Linked DNA regions of Mus musculus: region 2 is linked to region 1. The links are chromatin contacts, called in public HiChIP or PLAC-seq maps. All regions are on one chromosome and are shown on one strand. The core of a region is the stretch at or near the end of the contact, and the rest is flanking DNA. Distances in the headings are between cores, read along the strand shown.

The links. HiChIP or PLAC-seq counts read pairs in DNA pulled down with a chosen protein or histone mark.
Region 2: a contact with region 1 is called in an H3K4me3 HiChIP or PLAC-seq map of bone marrow-derived macrophages, with 2.5 times the contacts expected there. The contact joins the enhancer-like site here to the promoter of Scaf8 in region 1. A contact is called at or near these places in 7 of 484 Hi-C or Micro-C datasets (the G1E-ER4 cell line, the N1E-115 cell line, embryonic fibroblasts and 3 more) and 5 of 115 datasets of contacts at active chromatin or transcription factors (astrocytes, bone marrow-derived macrophages, embryonic stem cells and 1 more).

The regions. Positions count from the first base shown.
Region 1 is chr17:3,110,568-3,118,173 of GRCm38.p6, reverse strand. It overlaps Scaf8 (SR-related CTD-associated factor 8), which reads right to left and starts at 3,202. Exons shown (of 20, transcript NM_134123.3): 1 at 2,756-3,202. The coding sequence starts at 2,785. A230045G11Rik (a long non-coding RNA gene) reads left to right here and starts at 2,890. Exons shown (of 6, transcript XR_003952289.1): 1 at 2,890-3,587; 2 at 3,829-3,986; 3 at 4,827-4,886; 4 at 5,602-5,652.
Region 2 is chr17:3,449,950-3,457,555 of GRCm38.p6, reverse strand. Tiam2 (T cell lymphoma invasion and metastasis 2) reads right to left here. Exons shown (of 27, transcript NM_001122998.1): 11 at 7,220-7,324; 12 at 6,699-6,777; 13 at 4,144-4,236; 14 at 3,205-3,468. Among named protein-coding and RNA genes, the nearest start is that of Gm52295, 45 kb to the right of the region's middle. Within about 2 kb of position 4,460, at least 44 of the 459 cell types and tissues checked have an H3K27ac peak or open chromatin away from gene starts, as enhancers often do. A contact at or near this core is called in bone marrow-derived macrophages and peritoneal macrophages, where this site is marked.

The sequences.
Region 1 (7,606 bases), core at 1,953-4,452:
TGGACCCTTGCCTACTTCCAACTTCCAGTCTGAGGGTACGTCTCCTTGACCTTGAGTCTATCCTCTACTTTTAGGCTAACCCCACTTCAAACTGATAACAACATTATCAAGATAGAAAGGAAAACACTTAAGTAGTCTGAAATCCTTAGGGGAAAAAAGGAAGAGAGAGAAACAGTGCAACACAGCCAAGAGCTCCAGGAGGCAGCACAGCCCACCAGCCGTGTGCCCACCAGCCCTTCTCCTTCCAATACAGCCCACACTCACAGCTCCTTCTCCACACTGCTCTAGTGTGCTCTCAGAGCACTAATACTTGTTTATACCTATCATGGTGGGAGCTCTGATAAAGCCTCTTAGGGAAAGGAGGACAGACACATTAGGAATCTCCTAAACAAAGAAGAAAACTAAGCACAGTTATCTTAGTCAGGGTTTCTTTTTTTTCTTTTTGGTCTTTTCAAGACAAGGTTTCTCTGTATAGCCCTGGCTGTCCTGGAACTCACGTTGTAGACCAGGCTGGCCTTGAACTCAGAAATCTGCCTGCCTCTGTCCGGAGTGCTAGGACTAAAGGCGTGTGCCACCACCGCCTGGCTTTAGTCAGGGTTTCTATTCCTGCACAAACATCATGACCAAGAAGCAAGTTGGGGAGGAAAGGGTTTATTCAGCTTACACTTCCACACTGCTGTTCATCACCAAGGAAGTCAGGACTGGAACTCAAGCAGGTCAGGAAGCAGGAGCTGATGCAGAGGCCATGGAGGGATGTTCTTTACTGGCTTGCTTCCCCTGGCTTGCTCAGCCTGCTCTCTTATAGAACCCAAGACTACCAGCCAGAGATGGCACCACCCACAAGGGGCCTGAAACCCTTGATCACTAATTGAGAAAATGCCTTACAGCTGGATCTCATGGAGGCACTTTCCCAACTGAATCTCCTTTCTCTGTGTCACTCCAGCCTATGTCAAGGTGACACAAAACTAGCCAGTACAACAGTGGAAGAGGGTTAAATTCGGTAATTTGGAAATAAGTGAGGTTTTGCTGTTGTTGCTATTTTAAGAGAGAAATTACAGTCCTAGCTGTCCTGGAACTCTATATGTACACTCATATACATGTACATATGGCCGTGAACTCCGAGAGACCCATCTTCCTCTGCCTCTCAGAGTACTAGCATCATCAAAGGCATTCACCACCAAGCCCACATAAGAAGGGACCTTTTTTTTGTAACTAAAGAACTTCATTATTAGTGCTGTATGCAGCAAATTAAAAAGCAACTTGGCTGTTTTCTTATATAGTTAACAACATACTAAAAACTTATTTACAGGAACCAGGCAGTGGTGGCGCACGCCTTTAATCCCAGCACTCGGGAGGCAGAGGCAGGCGGATTTCTGAGTTCGAGACCAGCCTGGTCTACAAAGTGAGTTCGAAGATAGCCAGGGCTACACAGAGAAACCCTGTGTCAAAAAACCAAAAAAAAAGTTATTTACAGTATCACTAAATTCCTTTTATTCCATATTCTAAATATATATCATTGGGAGAGAGAATTAAGTTTCATAAGAGGATAACTGCCCATATTATCAGTTATAAATTCACAAGATTTCCAAATGTATTGCTCTCAGTATCAGGAAGGTCACCACTACTTAAAGTAAGACGCATATTCAAGAACTTGATCTAACTTTCAACAACCCTTTTTGCAGCCTTTCCCAAGGCTACCTACCATAAATAAACAAACAAACAAAAATTACGATGAAATTGCAGAAAGGCATTTAAGAGCACTGTCCCATTTGGGCAGCCACAGATGCTATTTTAAAAACTCATGTACTTAAGACATTAAATGTCATATTACTGAGCATTAACATCCCCAAATCAAAAGTTCTGAAAACTATGCTAATTAGCATACATTTAATTATGTTTCTAAAAGGTACAAGTAGATAATGCTGAGCTGAGCCGGAATTTGCTACATTTAATGTCCGAATTGCTATTATTCCTTAAGAAGAAATCGAATTTATTTTGTCGAAGCCTGCCTTCCAATCAGATCAGTAAACCCAGCAAAGAGTAAAAATTGGACACCTGCATTAAAAAAAGAAAATTAAAAATCTGCTTGGCCTGACATGTGAATGAGGCCCTGGCAAATGATTCTCCAAGCTTCTAACCCCCTCTGAGTGCACACACTCTCCCGAGCACTTGTGTCTTTTCCTCCCTAACTGATGATCAGAAGGGCAAGCAGAAATTAAAAAAGAAAAAAAAAAAAGGAGGGGGGGGAGATCGCAGAATAAATTTGCCTGCTACCAACCATCCAATTAGCGAAGTCCCTGGCTGCCAAGTCACCTAGTCAACAGAACCTCAATAATAAACACTACGTGTAACGTGACCATGGATCACCACACCGTGGGTCCTCTCCAGGGCCTCGCATCCGTGTGTCAGCTTCCTCAGTCACCACCGGGGAGGGCCTGCAGAGTGATGTCCTGCAAACAGTTCAGACCCTGCCAGGCCACGGGCCGTGCGCGAGGTGGGGGGTGGGAGGTGATAGTCCTCGGTGGAACCCACCCGGGAGCGTGGCGCGGCCGCCTTGGGGACCGGCCCTCCCCCTGCCTTCCCTCAGCCCTGCCCGGCCCCGGGAGGGGCGCGGGCCGTTCCCCTCCCCCACGGCCGCCCGGCCGCCGTCGCCCCACCCGGGGGAGGCTGCTTGCGGCCCGCGCCCTTGCTCGGCTCGCGAGCCCCGGGCCGGGCCGGGCCGAGCCTGGCGGGGAGGCCGGGTTGCGGTACGAACCTCGCTGTTGAAGGTCTTCACGGCCTCCATGTTGTCTGCGCAGAGGCCCGGGGCCCGACGGAGGAAGAGGCGGCGGCCGGGTGCGATGCGTGCGGAAAGGCGGGCGACGGGCCCAGGAGGCCGCGGAGCACTGCGAGCAGGCGACGCTCCTCAGCGCCGGCGAGGCCCCAGCATGGCCGCGGGGCGGGCGCAGTGAGCAGGACGGAGGCCGCCGGGGCGGGTCGGCGGCGGGGGAGGGGCTGGCGCGGCGCCTTCTCTGCTTCTCCGCCTCGCTCGGAAGCGGCCTCCACACTCAAGCTTCGGCCCCCTCCACTCTCCACCCCCTTCTCCTCCTTCCTCTTCCTCCCACGGGCTCCTGTGTCACCTCCCTGCCGCCTAGGCCGCGGGAACCTGCAGCGCGCAGCGAAGACACAGGAGGAAGCGCTGACCGCGGCGGCTGCGGCATCCAATATGGCGGACGCGGTCGAGCCGCGCACTCGGAGTCGGCGGCGCCAGCCAGCGCGCCCCCTGGCGACCAGGCCGCGCGAGGTCCGCGGCCGCGCCAGACCATAGAGATGGCGTGGGCCAGAGCGTCTGGAGTCGCTGCGGCGGGAGCGGGGGACCCGAGGCCCTTGGCTGTCCTCATCCCGGGCCGCGGGAGCGAGCGCTGCGGCTGGACGGAGGGGCTTCGGGTGGCCGATCCCGCGGATGAGCGCCGCTCTAGAAACAAGCAAAAACAAAGTTCAGGGGAAGAGACCGAATGGAGGAAACTACGGTGTCTTCGTTGCCGCTTCCGGGTGGGATGGCACCTGCGGTGGAGGAGGGATTGAAGTGCCTTTGAGAACTTTAGCGGGTATTGACTTACATTACTCATCGCCACCATTGTGCCCCGGCGTCCTGGCGGCGGGGGACAGACGCTGCACACACGAGGTGGCTCGGGTCGCGTGCAGCCGCCGTGCGGGAAATGCGAGCTGCGCGAGCCGGGCCTGGGCACCCCGGAGGCGGGAAGGAACCCGGAACGCCCCCGTTTGGACGCGGATATGCAACCTGGTTTTGTTGTTGTTGTTTGTTTGTTGTTGTTTTTGGTTTTTTAGGAGGTGGGTTATTCCGAAGGAATTTGGCCCCAGGTTATCGGAGCAGAGGGATAATTGCGGGTTTTAGGATCCAGACGTGGTACGGGTGAAAATGCTTCGTGCTTGCTTGAAGTTAAACCCGGCGGGGGAACGATTGTTCCCACTGAACGTTCCCACAGGTACTGCTAATTGCCTTCGCTCTTCCCAAATTCATGCAAAAGGAAGGGGTGGGGGGATGGGCTGCTTTAGATTAGTATTTCCTAAGAGCTAAGTCAAGAGGCTTATGAAATAGTCTTTTAAGTCGGCTTCATTCACAGCTTTGCTCCTGGTGCTGGCCGTTTCGAAGGTAAAAATTACAATGGGACTCTTCCATTTTTTTCACCTGCTATCTCTAAAGCAGATCATCTCCACCTCTTCCAGTACTCACAGGCCTAACCCTGACGATCCTGCTGTCTCCGAGTAGCTTGCATTTTTCTGGACAGTAGCCAAAATGATATATTTTAGACACATCCCTTGCTTAACCCCCTGTGATACTTTTCCATTGCCCTTTAAATACATCCTTCCATCTTGCATTGGTGTGAAGGCTCTGCTACCTCTCTGCACATGGCAGTCTTCCACACTGTCCCTTGACAACAGAGAGCATTTGTCTGCTCTCTGTCCATAAGAGATGATAAAACTGAAAAGTCCCATCATATGATGTCAGAGACATTTTAGCATAGCAGTGCACAGCGTATCTCATGTTAGAGATGGTTCTGGCATAAGTAAACCTATCCTATTACCAATAGAATTAAAGTATAGAATATATAGTTTTATAGTGCCATGGCACTGGTAATTTATCATACCATTTATTTTATTCTTACCATATATGTCTTCTAACTAGAAAGGGGTCTGTATGCATACAAGCCCATGTGTACAGGAGTGTGCATGTGGAGTGGTATGTGATTTTAATCATATGAATGCCCAAATATGCATAGATCATGGACTCATACAGTGGCAAATGAAAGATGTCTCTCTTTCAGGAGAACCCTTGGAGACACTACCTTTCCCACAGAATTTCATTCAAGGAGCTCAAAGGCCAGGTTAGTTTTACAACATTCACTGTTACTGTAAGCTAAGCAAAGCCCACCTCCTCCACACTTCTTCTGAAAACTACAATTTGTCTCCTGCTGCTTCTACCATTTTAGTTTGTTAATGTCATAATGAGCATTGTTCCTATATCATACCAGCCCATCCATCCCTCTCCACTTGGAAATCCTCCGTCCCCCCTACCCTTTAGAGTTCATAATCTTTTTTTATTATTTTTAATATCCCCCAGTTCAAAATCACACAATTATTCATTTTTATATTTTTTATTCTTCTCTCATACAACACGTTCACAACTGCAGCATTCCCTCCCTACGCTCAGCCCAGTTTCTCTCTAGTTTCCCTTTCCCTCAAATCCCACAAACAACCACAGCATGTATGCAGAGAACCTAGTACAGACCCTGCAGGCTGTGATTGTTGCTTCAGTCTCTGTGAGCTCCTATGAGGCCTACTTAGATGATTCTGTGGTCCATGTTTCCCAGGTGTCCTTCACCCCAGGCTCCTACAATCCTTCTTCCCCTATTCCCTAGGGTTCCCCAAGCTCTGCCTTTGGTTGTGGGTCTCTGCATCCATTCACATTAACTGCCAGAGGAAGCCTCTCTGATGTCAATTGGGCTAGGCGGTAACATATGAGTTTGGGAATCATTTTATTAAACTTTTTTTTTTTTTTCGGGGAGGAGGGATTCGTCAGTCGTGTTTGTCTCGTTGCAGGAAATCTTTTGAAAAGGTACCATCTACCTGGAGGGCATCATCCTGAGTGAGGTAACCCAATCACAAAAGAACTCGCACAATATGTACTCACTGATAAGTGGATATTAGCCCAGTGCTTAGAATACCCAAGATACAAGATACAATTTGCAAAACACATGAAACTCAAGAAGAACGAAGACCAAAGTGTGGACACTTTGCCCCTTCTTAGAATTGGGAATAAAACACCCATGGAAGGAGTTACAGAGACAAAGTTTGGAGCTGAAACGAAAGGATGGACCATCTAGAGACTGCCATATCCAGGGATCCATCCCATAATCAGCCTCCAAACGCTGACACCATTGCATATACCAGCAAGATTTTGCTGAAAGGACCCAGATATAGCTGTCTCTTGTGAGACTAGGCTGGGGCCTAGCAAACACAGAAGTGGATGCTCATAGTCAGTCAGCTATTGGATGGATCACAGGGCCCCCAGTGGAGAAGCTAGAGAAAGTACCCAAGGAGCTAAAGGGGTCTGCAACCCCATAGGTGGAACAACAATATGAACTAACCAGTACCTCCAGAGCTCATGTCTCTAGCTCCATATGTAGCAGAAGATGGCCTAGTCGGTCATCAGTGGAAAGAGAGGCCCATTGGTCATGCAAACTTTATATGCCCAGTACAGGGGAACGCCAGGGCCAAGAAGTGGGAGTGGGAGGGTGGGGGAGTGGGTGGGGGAGCGTGTAGGGGACTTTTGGGATAGCATTGGAAATATAAATGAAGAAAGTACCTAATAAAAATAAATTTAAAAAAAAAAAAAAAGGCACCATCCGGCCCTATCACCAGCTACTCACTCTCCCCGCAACCTTGCTGCCTTCATGGTTAACCCCATGCAATGACTCTCTACTTCTATCTCCTCAGGGGTTTCCATGGTTGCCCATCTCAGTCAGATTTGTATTAGCAAATTCTCAACCCACAAAATACCTGCACAATGAACTCAAAACTCAATTGATATAAACACAGGCTACACTCCTAGATAGGGCAAGCACACCCTACTTATAATTTAATCATCTATTTAAGAAATCCCCAATACTTACGGCTCCCAAAACTGTGGTTCTGGCTCCTCTTCCTCTCCTATAGGTTCCATCTTGTCTCTTCCTCTCCTTTCCTCCTTCTCTCCCTCTACTCTCTGTACTCATCTCTAAAATTCTCAGCCCACCTTCCTTTTCCACTGCCCAATCACAGGCTTTCACCTTATCTTGTACCTGCCCTCACCTGCATATAGACAGCAATCCTCATAGTCTTTTCCTAGGTCTCTGAGCCATTCAGCTTCCATTTCTGACCATCCAGGCAGTGTCAGTCATGGGCTCCTTCTCATGGCTTGGCCCTCAAATTAGACCAATGATTGTTTGACCATTCCCACAATCTCTGAGCCACCATTGCCTCAGCACATCTTGCTGGTAGGACACGTGTGGGTTGGAGGTTTTGTGGTTGGGTTGGTGTTGGTCCCACAACTGGGAGCCCTCCCAGGTTACCAAAGATGGCCAGTTCAGGCTCTGTATCCTCTATTACTAGGAGTCCTCACTATTGTAATACTCTTAGATTCCAGAGAGTTTCTGCTGCAATAGATTTCCACACAGCCTCCTAAATGCCCCCTTATTCCAGTCAATCTTCTCCCAGGACTCTTTCCCCTCTGCCCCTCCCTTCTTGATCTGATTCCTTCCCATCCCCACCCACCCACTGACAGGACACTTGAAAAATCTATCTCCCCTTCCCAGAAAGATCTGTGTGTCTTGTTTAGAGCCCTCCTTGTTAATACTTAGTCTCTCTCGGTCTATAGATTGTAGTGTGGTCTTCTTTGACAGCTAATATCCACTTATAAGTGATGATATATCATGTTTATCTTTCTGGGCCAAGGATGTCATTTTTTTTAATCTGAGTAACACACGATGTATAAATATGCTTCATTTTCTTTATTTAAGTTCTTTGGTTAAGAAACATCTAGGTTGTTTCCAGTTTCTAGTTGTTA
Region 2 (7,606 bases), core at 3,211-5,710, 340 kb before region 1:
GAGGCTAATTGAGAGAGAGAGAGAGAGAGAGAGAGAGAGAGAGAGAGAGAGAGAGAGAGAGACCTGGGGAAGATGCCTGACTGTTCAACTAAAACTGGAAGTAGATCAGAGCCAGATGCTGCCCATCCCAGGGCCTTGCCCTTCAACCCCCAGCAGGAAGATGTGGGCATCCATTCCCTAAGATGGTCAGATATACACCCAATAACTACACACAGGATCCGTCCAGTTTCCCCCTTTTAAAAGGTTAGTCTTATTTCAGAAACATCAGTAGGTGGAGATACAAGCTTTGTGAAATGGGTTGGGGCTTTCTGTACCTCCCTTCCTCCTTTCCAAGTACCCAGCACCTCTGGCAATGTTCCCAGGGGGACAAGTGAGAATAAAGACACTGACATCACCACTCCTAAGGACAGCTCAATGTCCTATTAAAATCCCTTCCCTAAAGCTATTTAAATGTTTGTGTAAGTTCTAATTTTATAATAAGAGGATGGGATTACTTCTAGTTCACAGTAAAAGTAAATCAAAGTAAGTTCATTGTTATTGTTGTTTATTTTGAAACAGGGTCTTACTGTGTATCCCACTCTGACCTGGAATTCATTTCTCTTGCCTCAGCCTTCCATTTATTTAGGTACCAGGTGGTGAAAGACATTGTACCTTGCTTTTAAACAACGTTCTAATTAAAGAGGAAGCTGGGGCCACTAGGGAAGGGGAGTGGGGTCACCAGCTTAGAATCCTGGCCATACCAGAGCTGGGGAGACCATGGACGCTCTCACAGAGGCAGAGTTTGAGCAGAGGACTACTTACCAGAAGTTATTGGGAAAGTGACCACATAAGCAGGAAAAAGAGCAGAAGGCCCACGGGTGGTATGCATTTGAAACACTTCGGTGTGCACTTACAACTCAATTCCGGGGCCACTTGAAGAACTCTGTGAACGAATCTCAGAATTGTCTCTGCAAGGGACTGGGGAGGGAGTTAGCATCCTCCATGACTGCCTACACACTACTCCCAAGAGTACCCAACCCTCAAACCAAGATCTGACTCAGAGCCTGTGTGACCATCATACACCCATAGCACAAGCTCCTCTTGCAAGCAGGATGTTACATCCAAACGAGAAATTTAGTCTGTCAGTTCTTTCAGGTTCTTACCCCCTCAGTCCAGGTTTTATTACATATAACCTTCACAGTTTCCGAGCACGCAGTTCTCTTCAAGCAGTACAAGGGGAAATCCACTTTTTGCAAAGTGTATGGAAAAGCAACCAGTTATGGCACACAGGCTCAAGACCATGTGTTGGGGTCTGGTCTTTTGCTATGTATTGTAATGTTAAATGCTGGCCCCCAGGGACAAGAGAATCTGCAGGAAGGCCCAAGTGATTCTATGTAACCTTGCCCCCCCCCCCCCCCCCCCCGCCAAGTGGTAAATAAAGATACCTACAGCCTATAGCTGGGCAGAAGGGAGATAGGTGGAGTTTCAGTTGCTGGGATTGGGGTCTGAAGCAGAGACCACAAGGAGGAGAAGGAAGAAGGTGGAAAGAAAAGACACCATGGGGTAGATGAGTCATAAAAACACGGCCATGAGGACTGGCCAATTGGAGTTCAGAGCAGCCCAGATGAAACATGGCAAGTTATAACTTGGGGTTATTGACAGGGAAGTAGAGACCACTAGCATAGTTATCTGCCTAACTCTAGTGCATTAAAGGCTTATTATAAGTTTAAAAGTTGCAAATATTTTACCCAGGAACTGAATGATCAAAGGCAAGGTAGTAACCCCCAATTGGGATCAAATGCCTACAATACCACCATGGAACACACAACAATGGATGCACCCCAGATCTGGAGCCTAAGAGCCTGTACTCTGCCTGAGAAAAGGGCTAAATCTCAGCACACTCTAGTTTAGCTGGAGGGGAAGGCCCGTGCAGGGCAGGTGCCAGGAGATATCTGCACTACCTCAGGCAGGTGAGCCCTGCTAACAACATGACTGCAGTTCCCTGTGCAGAAAGGCACATGATGCCCTCTGGATGACAGCAAGAATCTAGGACTGTAAAAAGCGGTGGAGAAGCAGAAAGGTAAATCTGTATCTTGTGCTCATTCCTTCCCCAGATAGGAAAAATATTACAGGGTGCTTACTATGCCAAAATGCAGAGGAATAACAGATAGGGAATATCCCTCCAGGACAATCCATCCAACAATGGGTACATGACACAGGCTTAGAATAGCGGCCTAGAGTAAACTGAATATGGTCCCAATATTACCAATCATTAGTAGCTCCACCCTCATTTCTGTTCAGGACACCCAATGAAAATAAAAGTCCAGGAAGGAGGAAGAAACACCAGCTACTTTTCCAAATCACAAATCTTACAATGTGATGTTTAATTACAGACAACTTTATCATTAAATCTATCCAACGATCACTCTTGTGTGTTTCGCATTCATTTTTGGCCGACACACAGGTATTTTTACTACAAAACCATTAGGAATGCAGGATGGCGTGAAATAAACAACTCGGTGTTCTCAGGATCAAAGTCCACTCTACGCTCTTAGGAAGCTTAACAGGGGCCCTCCATGGTGAGAGGACATGACACGGACTCAGCTCGAGCCTCTGATTCAAATACAACAACCAAGAGAGGTAGAAATTTAAGTTCAGAAAACCCACCTTCATGTGACTCCTCGGACAGCTATTTCACTTGGAAGAAACTAGACTGGCACTCTTCAGCCACAGGCCTTCTAAGGGTTCCAAAATCAGCCCATAAAGAACATGCCAAGTTTGTTGTTTCTTACAGACCAGTCCTCCAGACGGCAAAAACATACCATCCAGGACACAAACAGAACACTGTAAACCGGATTTACCTTAGACCCCACTGACTAAAAACAAAGTCTCCCAATACTGGCTAATGCCTGCAATAGATTATAGGCAACAGCAATACTGGACACTGTGAATGGCTTTCAAAGAGCCTGTGTTTTTCTTAAAGACTATTGTGCCTCCCCTGAAAATAGTTCTTTTTTTTGGAAGGTTCTCTAATTGCTAAAATTCATGGGCTCCTGATAAATCTATCCCAGTTGGCATCTGTGTTCTTGTCTCAGTAAGTGAGAGAAAAATTCAGTGTACCATAGTAGCTTGTACAATCTGGACTTGCCATCAAAGCTGCAGCCTAAGAAAGAATATGAGCCAATGGGACCAGCAGGTCACGACCGATGCGGAACACAGCCTTACCACTCGTGGCGGTTTTTCTAAAGTTATCCAGGAATTCCTCCAGCAGCTGGGACTGGTTGGGAGAGGGCGGCAGACTTTTCTGGTCCCTGGAGAACAGGTCACTGTCTGACCAGGAAGCACACAGGGTTCGTCTTGTGGTCACAGGCCGGGCGACTAGAGTGAGGCCAACGCTCTTCTCAGAAAACAAAGCCTCCATCTGCTGGATGTCAAGGTCAGACACTGGTTCCCCATTTAAGCTTGTGATTTCGTTGCCCTTTCTCAGCCCTGAGAACAAACAGGAAGATTAGGGGAAGAGATTACGGAGCCGCATTTTAAGACGAAAGCAGGCTGCAAATGCCAAACACTGACCAGGTGGGAAACATAGCATCTGCAAGGCTTAAACTAAAGCCCAGCTCCAGGCTGCTGTTAAGCACATTGTTTTGAATGTGACACATTTGGGGAACTGCTAGTCAGCTCTTTTCTCTGGGTCTCTCTGTTTCACAATTCTTTCCCTCCCTCTATCTGAACATCTACATGAATATTCTCTTTACACACACAAACCTGTATTAATACTCTTTTTATACAAACACACCTGTATGAATACTCTCTTTACAAACATACACACACATCTGTATGAATACACCCTTTAAACATATTTGTATGAATACTCTTTACACCTATACACATCTGTATGAATAATCTTTTTACACATGTCAGTATGCATATTATCTTTGCACAATATGTATGAATACTCTTTACACACACACACATCTGTATGAATAGCCTCTCTCTCTATATATATATATATACACACAATGTGCATACACATACACACACACATGTATTTTCATATCAATTCTTTGTGAAAAACTCCCAGAGAAACCATCATCTGACAAAACCACACGCAACCTCATGAAGCAGTTAGAACCTCAGAGTGCGCAGACGCGGCGCCACACAGACCTCCTCCGTATGCCAGGCTGTCAGGGAGAACATCACTGATAAATATCCGGTTGAGATGCTGGTGTTCGTCCACCTGAACTGTGACTGCAAACCCTGAGGGAGAAAATAATGATCGAGTGTAAGTCTACCTCTCGTTGTCTTCCCAGCCCTCTTAGGGTGTCCGTGAGCATCCAGTCTTGTAAACGCAAGCATGTTGAGAAAGTAAGTTTCAACTATTTTGAAAGTCACACTAGTTAGCAAGCATAAGGGAAAGAGGAACCCACCGGACCAGAGAGTTTAGACACAGGGGTGTGCAATGTTATTCAACAGTTCCGACTGTACACAGCAGCACATTCATAGCAGCCGGCCACTGGGAACGGCCTAGCTGGCAGAGGAGGAGATTAAGGACATGCAGAATGTGGTGTGCACAGTCAGTAGAACATTACTTGGCCTTTAAAAAAAAATCTGGCACATCCTGCAATAGGATGAACCCTGAAGACATCAATGCTAAGTGCAATAGTCTGGCACAGAATGGTGAATATCAAAGGGTTCCCAAATTCATAAAGACAAAGGGTATAGTGTGGGCTTGTCAGAGAGCTGGGGAAGGGAGTGGAAAGCCAGCGTCGTGTGGCTAGAGCTGCAGTTTTGCCAAGTGAGAAGTGAGAGTGATTCACAGATGGACAGGAAGACGCTTTGTTGCCACAGATTAAGGGTGTGGATAATTTACTTCTGTCTCACCACGGCTAAAATGATGCTTTATTTCTTAAGATAAGGCTGAAAGATACTCTTACTGAAGCAGAGTGAGGTGTTTTGAGATGGTTAAAGGCAGGGGCTCAGTAGACACAGTGTGCACTGCAGAAGCATAAGGATCAGAGTTCGAATCCCCGGAGTCCGTGTAAAAAGCCAGATGCATGGCAAGCACTAGTCTATGAGCAGTCCTACAGGAGATTGAGCCTGATCAAGACTTAGAGGATTGCAGGTCAGAAATGTAGAAACACACACACTCACACAAATATGCACAGATGCACACACACAATGACAGGAGAAAATCCTCCTGAATGGGTCCAGTGCTTTATATAGGTCTGAGATGCAAGACCCAGTACCTGTCCTGCTCAGACCATATGTTCCCTCGAACACTGCCATGGTGAGGACTATACTTATCCATCCGGGTTCCCCAATGCCATCAGTCCCCAGAGAACAGGGAAAATGTCCTCTTTCCCATGTCTTCTCTAAACCTTAAGCAGCACCTGGCCAACCACGACAAAAGAACCTCTGCCTATATTCATTCGCTCAGATGGGAAGAAGACTCATTCGTGGTAGCGTGGGAGCAGATGAAAGGCTAAGGAGGGTTTCCACATGAAGCCAACCTACAGCTGACATGGGGATTCTCACTTAAACTTAGCGTTTGGGAGGCTGAGGCAGGAGGATCACAACAAGATTTGAGGATATCCTGGGATACCAGGCCAGTAAGGTAAGACTCAAAATCAACCAACAAACCTGATCGTGTGATCAACAAAGGGGTCCAGAGAATAAAATTTTAACATACCATAGTTTGAGCATATTATCAACTTGAAATATTTTGAAGCAAAAATCCATGTTGTGACATTTGTAACATGACAAAAACAAGAAACAAAACCCAGCCTTTCTGTGGAAGTATTCATCAGCCTTCTCTAATTACTGAGTTCTAGTGGTAAAGGAAGACTGCAGTGCTCAGCAAGACATGAGCCAAGTCTACAAAGACCTTCGAGCGGAGATTCAATAAAGACAAGGGAAATAAGAGTTAAACACCTATGTTGACCTATAATCGCTAAACTCAGGTCAGAGGGAGATAGAGCCAAAAGATCAGGCTTATTCCAGTTAGACTGTCCATGTGATCTTAAAGGGCGGGTAAGATTCCTATCCTGGGAGAAAGGCCTGGGAAAGGACAGCATTCCAGTTGGTAAGACTTTAGACATAAAAAAGAAGCCTCTTGAGGCTGGAGAGATGGCTTAGTGGTTAAGATGATCACTAGCTGGTTAAGATCACCAGATGACCCACATTCTGTTCCCAGCATGCAAATTGAGCAGCTCACAACACCTTGTAACTCCAGCCCCAGATGATCAGACTCCCTCTTCTGGCCTCCTTGGGCACTGCACAAATGGCACATCTTGTAACTCCAGCCCCAGATGATCAGACTCCCTCTTCTGGCCTCCTTGGGCACTGCACAAGTGGCACACCTTGTAACTCCAGCCCCAGATGATCAGGCTCCCTCTTCTGGCCTCCTTGGGCACTGCACAAGTGGCACATTCGCATGTGTTTACATCGCAATCAACAATTGGATCAAAGAAGCCTTGCCTCCTGGGTGAACCCAAGAGTAGCACCAGGTAGAGTCCATTTATTGTTAGCACTGTCCCCAGTATGTCACATGCCTTACCAACTCTTATGTTATTTCCTGAAATTACCTTACCATCTCTCCCAGTATTGATACATACCAGGCCATTCAAATAAAATAAATAATAATGAAAAAAGAGAGAGAGGGACCAAGGGCAAGGTGATCATCAGTCTCCCGGGGACAAGAGAGGGCTCCTGACACTCACCAAAGTCAGTCATGTCCCCAGTCTTGGTTAGCTGCACGTCATACACACTGAGTGGGAAAACTTCGATTTCATCATAAACCTAAGAAAGGAGAAAGAGAAAGCAGGAGAATCAGGGGCTAACACTACACCACCTTGTGGAATTAAGTTGGCCCACTTTCGCTCAGGAAACTTACAGTACTGTTTACATGAGGGTTGGTTACAAATCAAATGCCAAACTTGAACAGTTTGCCCCCAAATTACAGTCCCCCAAATTAAGAGGCCATGCGGAGGCCTGGGGAGAGGGCTGAGCTTGTGGAGTGTTCACTTAGCGTGTGTGGCCCTGGGTCTGACCCCCAACATCACATAGACTAGGGGTGGTGGCGCACACTTGTATTCCACACACACGGGATATGGAAGCAGGAAGGTCAGAACAGAATCTGAAGGTCATTCTCAGATACACAGAGTTCAAGGCCAGCCTAGGCTACGTGAGGTTGGGCATGGGTGTGGTCGGACAGCCCCTCTCAACCTCCAGGTCCACTTGCCTGCTCTTGCATGTATTCATACAGCGCGGGCACACACCACTCCACACTTTTATCGACCACCTTTCGGAGCTGAAGACCATAGTGAGTGGGTTCCAACTGTCTCATCTACAAAGAAAATGATTGGTTACTCAGAGTCTAACTGCCCATCCTAAAAGCATCAGCATTCAGGAGGCTTGTGACAGATCACTATCAAAATCCCCCAAAATAACTGCATATAATTTTCTCAGTCCAGAACTACAGAAAACCTGAAATTTAAATGTACAAACAAGAAAAGCAAGGGTCAAAATTCGTTGTTTAAGGTCTCCTCTAAATGCTATCATCACAAAGTATAAGGCTCATTGCTAGCAAGTGATACCTTTTATTACACAACCGTCTCCCTTCAGACAG